Linked DNA regions of Mus musculus: region 2 is linked to region 1. Evidence: chromatin contacts called from public promoter capture Hi-C data. All regions are on one chromosome and are shown on one strand. Each heading gives the region's core, a stretch centred on a gene start, on an enhancer-like site or on the middle of the called end of the contact. The rest is flanking DNA. Distances are from core to core; before and after follow the strand shown. Region 1 overlaps Gm40874 (a long non-coding RNA gene). Region 2 holds the start of Atxn7l1 (ataxin 7-like 1).

What was found. Promoter capture Hi-C pulls out the DNA fragments that hold promoters and counts their contacts.
Region 2: a contact with region 1 is called in a promoter capture Hi-C map of embryonic stem cells. The contact joins the promoter of Atxn7l1 here to the enhancer-like site in region 1. A contact is called at or near these places in 4 of 39 promoter capture datasets (the C10 cell line, embryonic stem cells, hematopoietic stem and progenitor cells and 1 more) and 1 of 9 other capture datasets (liver).

What each region holds. Positions count from the first base shown.
Region 1 is chr12:32,999,167-33,001,833 of GRCm38.p6, reverse strand. The region is part of intron 2 of Gm40874 (a long non-coding RNA gene); the gene reads right to left. It also overlaps the pseudogene Gm24922. Among named protein-coding and RNA genes, the nearest start is that of Gm40874, 4.5 kb to the right of the region's middle. Within about 2 kb of position 1,348, at least 27 of the 459 cell types and tissues checked have an H3K27ac peak or open chromatin away from gene starts, as enhancers often do.
Region 2 is chr12:33,145,652-33,148,318 of GRCm38.p6, reverse strand. It overlaps Atxn7l1 (ataxin 7-like 1), which reads right to left and starts at 1,348. Exons shown (of 11, transcript NM_001374022.1): 1 at 404-1,348. The coding sequence starts at 584. F730043M19Rik (RIKEN cDNA F730043M19 gene) reads left to right here and starts at 733. Exons shown (of 6, transcript NR_015602.3): 1 at 733-1,187.

The DNA of each region.
Region 1 (2,667 bases), core at 99-2,598:
AGGACTCCTTTGGGCTCCATCCCCTCCTTTCACAAGAGTCGGCTTCTGCACTTGCTGCTTTACTTTGGATAGACTTTGGCTTTGTTTAACTTTCAAACTCTTTCCTGCCTTTTAATTCTTTAATTGGTGGAGAAAGCAAATCAGGTTCCTGCACCTTAGATGGCATCACAGGTATCAGCTTCAAGGATTCTGGAGTGGGGTTTCAGAAAAGGGTTCCATTGGCCTTAGTACCTTCAATTCACTTAAAGATGAGAGGACCCCAACCATGTCTGAAACATGGCCTCACCTTGGGTGCCCTGAGGTATGTCTAAATGCTGAGTTTGACACTAGGGGAGAGACACCTTCTTTTACCTTTGTCTCCTGGCCCTTTCCTTGCCTCCAAAGCTTCCTGTTTAAACTTGAAGTCCTGTGTTCAGGATGAGTGGGATTCCTTCCTGAAATGATCTATAGAATGTCTGTTCATTCCCCTGAACTGCTTCTCCCAGCCTCATACTGACTGCAGATTGTTCCATGTAATACAGAAAATATTCACTTATACACTTCCTGTTTTCTTTTTCTTTCTTTGAGAGAAGGACTCTCTGCATAGCCCAGGTGAGTCTCAAACTCAGGTTTCTCCTGCTTCTGCTTCTTGAATGCTGGGATTCTTGGCATTGCCACCATTCCTGGCTAAGCCACTTGTTTTCCTAAATGATGAGACTCTCTCTGTGACTCTTTCTTTGGAGGATTTTCTCTAAATAAGCTCTTCTCATTACAGGAAGACGGATTGGCTATCCTCCAAAGGTAGAACATAGGAAATCATGTTGGCTCTGCCATCCGAGGCCAGGTGTAGATCTGTTTGAGGAGGAGGGGTGTAGGCTCAATAGAACTTGCAGGAGGTGAAGGATGTGGTTGCTGTCTCCAAACCATCCCGCTCTGGCCAAGCTGGGGTTATACTTCTTAGCCCTCCCCATAAGTGCTAGGCCAAAGGGCCAGAAATATATGAGATCATATCGTGGCTCTGCTGTGTGTCTTTGGGTGGGTTACCCACCTGTCTGTGTTTCTGTTTCTTTGTTGATTAGAGAGGAAGAATAAAAGCTGTGTCTCTGGGTACAGGTTAAGTTAAAATTAGTATGAGCTGCTTCATGTGGTACCCACACATAGCAATTTCTTAATCAGTGACCAGCTGATCGTCTGAAGCCTGCAATGCCTGAGGAGGCTAGTATTAGGAAAGTGGGTATTTACTAGCAGTGTTGCCATGGAGATGAGAATCACTTGGGAAACACAGAATTCTTTGCAGAAATTAGGGAGAGTCCCTCTCTTATCTCAGTTCTGGGAAATGATGCTTAACGGTGATGAATGGTGATCTCATGGATGTGAGGACGTCCTCCAAGTATAATGTAGGAGAGCCTTTACTCGGGGCCTCATGCTGTAGGTGGCTCAATGTCACTTCCTTAGGTCATTGTTGATTTCCTGGATTCATATCCTATCTCACCATTCTCCTGGTCCTGGTTAAGAATGCAAACTCCTGAGCCACAAAGTCAGAGGCCAGCCTGGTCTACCTAGTGAGCTCCGGGATAGCCAGGGCGATGTGAAGAGATACTGTCTCCCTTCTCCCTGCCACCAAAAGAATGCAAAGTCCTTTGTAGGCACACAAAAATGATATCTTGAAGCTATGCATGGTGGCACCCACCTGAAATCCCAGACTTGACTGCTGAGTTTGAGGCCAGCTTAGGTTACAGTGTGAGACTCTGTCTCAAAGGGGGAAAAAAGTGTTGAATAAGAGGGGGAGGGGAAAAAAGAGAAAAATGAATGAAAACAGAGAAGCTTAGCACTCCCCTTGACGCTTAGCACTCCCCTTGACAAGGATGGAAGAGGCCCTCGGGCCTAACAACACCCACATGATTAAGGCTGCGCCAGCCACATCAGAGGCAGAAGCAGAGAGGCAGAGAGGCAGAGAGAGGCAGAGAGGCAGAGAGAGAGGCAGAGAGGCAGAGAGGCAGAGAGAGAGGCAGAGAGGCAGAGAGAGAGGCAGAGAGGCAGAGAGAGGCAGAGAGGCAGAGAGAGAGGCAGAGAGAGGCAGAGAGAGAGGCAGAGAGAGAGGCAGAGAGGCAGAGAGGCAGAGGCAGATCTCTTTGAGTTTGAGGCCATACTGGTCTACAGAGTGAGTTCCAGGACAGCCAGGGCAACACAGAGAAACCCTGTCTAGAAAAACAAACTAACAACAATAAAAGAGGAGGGGAGAAAAAAAAACAAAATGACCATTTAAAATCTTTTGTATCTTTCCTCTCAAATCCTCTTTTTCCCAATAAAGCCTAAGTGGCAGAGCAATCTGACATCATCTGGGTCAGTGGCAACTGAGTTCCTATACAGTGCTCTCCAGGCTACCGCAGACCAAGAGCAGCTATTGTCCTAGGGCTGCCAGGGCTCCCCTTAGTAACATTCACATGGGCCAGCAAGATGATTCAAGGAGTGAGAGTGCATGTCACAGAAGCCTGATGACCCACATAAAGTTGGAAGGAGAGAACTGACTATACAAAGTCACCCTCTGACCTATACATGCCCTCTGTGACACATATACTATCTACACACACACACACACACACACACACACACATTGATGATGATGATGATGATAAATTTAAAATAAAATTTAAAAAACACACACAAAAAAATCTGCAGCCTCCATGC
Region 2 (2,667 bases), core at 99-2,598, 150 kb before region 1:
GAAAATCTTGCAAAATTTGACAATGCAACATTTTCTCCCGAGTCTGGCTTTCCATCTACCTGGCCCAGATAGGTACCCCCAAAAAAGGAAAGGAAAAAAAAAACTATGCAAGCAGCAACAGAGTCGCCTTTTAAACAGACACCACCGTGGGGCTGCGAAAGCCCACCCCGCAGGCTGCCTGCCCCGGAGAGCCAGGCACAGACAGACAGACAGCTTTGCTGGCAGCCGGGCCTCTCTGTGCTCTGATGGTCTGTGTCTGTGTGTATTTATTTAGAGAGAGAGAGAGAAGCATGGAGGACGCCGGGGGCCACTCTCTCTCACACACACACTTTTTCCCAGTGGCTCTAGGTGAATGGAAAGGTTACAGGATAATAAAAGGAGGTACAGGCGGTGGGGTTCTTACTGTCGGAGCAGTGTAATTTGGCGGCGTCGATCCAGGAGGACCAGGGTTTGCCCAGAAACGCCTCCGGACTGGGCACTTTGCGGTGCAGTGTCGCCATTGCTGTTCCTTCTTGTTGCTTTTTCCCTGTTCCTTCGGCAGCAGCAGCCGAGAGACACGGGATTCGAGAACGCTCCGACGTCATCTTCGGAACGTTCCGACATTGAGTGTTCTGAGAGGGGGAGGAGGGCGGCGGAGGAGGCGGGAGGCGGGGCGCGCTCGGCCCTGCCCGGCCCTGCTGTGCTGCGTGCAGCCGCTGGGGGCGCCAGAGAGGCGCCGTGTGCGCGGGGCTCGGGAGAGCGCGGAGTCCGGCAGGCTGAGAGCAGAGCCTGAGTGCGCCGCCGGTTCAGCCGGGCAGGGTCGCCTCGCGCCAGGATGCTGCGCCCCGCCGCCCTGTCCAGCCAGCAACCCTGGCGCGACCCCGGGAAGAAGCACAGGTTCTTTCGTCCAGTCGCCGCTGGAGGACCGAAAGTTTTGCTCGCTGCAAGTCTCTTCCTCCCAGAGTCCCAGTCACCCACCATGCGACGTCCCAGAAGGATCCCGGAGGCTTAGTGGGAACGAAATCGGCTGTTTTGCACCCCTCCATCCTTATCCCTCAGGGTAGAGCAGGGACTCTAGAGAGTACACCTCCCAGCTACCATCCACTTCACCCTGTCTCCTCTCTCGGTGAGCCTTGGAATCCGGTCTCTTCGCAGATGCCTTCAGGAGTCAGAAGCAAAGGGGAAATGGACATAACTCCGAGAAACCGGTGAGTGGGGGCAAGGGGAGTGATCATCCCATCCTTGGTTTCATAGCAGGCAAAATTCCAAAATCATTTTGTCTCTGGCGTTCCCGGGGATCTGTGCGATGGTTGTGTGTCCCAGCTGGTAGAGCCACTGCGGAGACTTTGCTCCGCGCACACCAGAGACTGAGCGAGCTCAAGGCTCTTGGGTGATGCTAAGCCCCTCCCTCAGACCCAGCACTTGCACAGAGCAAGCAGGTTGGCCAGAGGACTTCGCATCACCGGAGAACCTGACTGCCAGGTGTGTAGACGCGTGGCGCTTTGAGATGTCTCTTCTGACCCTAGGGGCTGGTAAATGAGACCTTAACCTTCTGTTACCTCTTTAGAATTGTTTGCTTACTAGGAATTCCCTAAACTGTAAAGACACCCTTACCCCCGTAATCAATAACTTTTCTATTTGTGAAGCATCCTTCCATTCTTACCACTGCTGTCCCCGGGAGCCCTTCTGCTCCACACTGAAGCGTTGCTTAATTCTGGGCTGTATTCTGGTGGGGCTGGAATGTCCTGGCACTCAGCACCATGAACCTCAAAACCTGCATTAGGATGGGGGCGGGGAAGGAACCTCTGGAGGCTTGTTTTCAGCTGTGATGTGTGTGCGCGAGTGGGCCTGCCTCTATGGGACATGGATAATTCTCAGGTTTGGATGAATTGCTACCTAACTAAGGTGCCAGTGGGTAAGGAATTACCTTACTTTAAATACTTGTGGTTTGGGAAATATTTCTCAGACCTTGACATCTTAGATGAGCCAGGCGCTGTACCTGACATTACTTCACCCATGCATCTTTTTAAATAACATTGTTTCTCATGGACCGGTTGCCCAGGGTCAGAGAGAGAGGGAGATCCATCCTGGTCTTCACAGAGCTGCAGCTGGAGAACGATCATGCTTAGCTCTTCAGGGAAGCTAGGCATGTGTACAGTGACCCCAGACCAGTGTGGCAAGGGTATGGACTTTCACGGCAGGGCCAGTTCCTTGGCGGAAGTTGAAATGAGCTAAGAGTGTTCAGAAAAAATGTGTCACCAAGAAAACGGAATCTGCTCTGCATATTAGAAATTGGGAAGATCTTATAGTAAGCTGAGGTCTGGTCTTGCCTAGAAAAGGGGACCATGCAGAACCTTGGGTGAATGTAAGCATATGTGGGTCGATGGTGTGGCTTAGCTGTGTAACGTCTTGTGTCCTACTAGGACCATCATTGGGAGCTAGCTGGAGGCAGCTAGGAAAAAACCAACATGTTCCATTCAAACATGTCCCCAAAATTGCTTAATAGACTTCGACTTAAATGAATCCATCTATCCCATCTGCCACTCTTGCTAAATTTCTCTGAGCATCTCAATTTGTGAGGACTTTGCTACCTACACCATTCGTTTTTCTCTAAGATTTCTCAGCACCTGGAAGGCAAGTGTACCACCCACCTTGCTGGTTGGACCATGTTGTTTATTTTTCCTACCT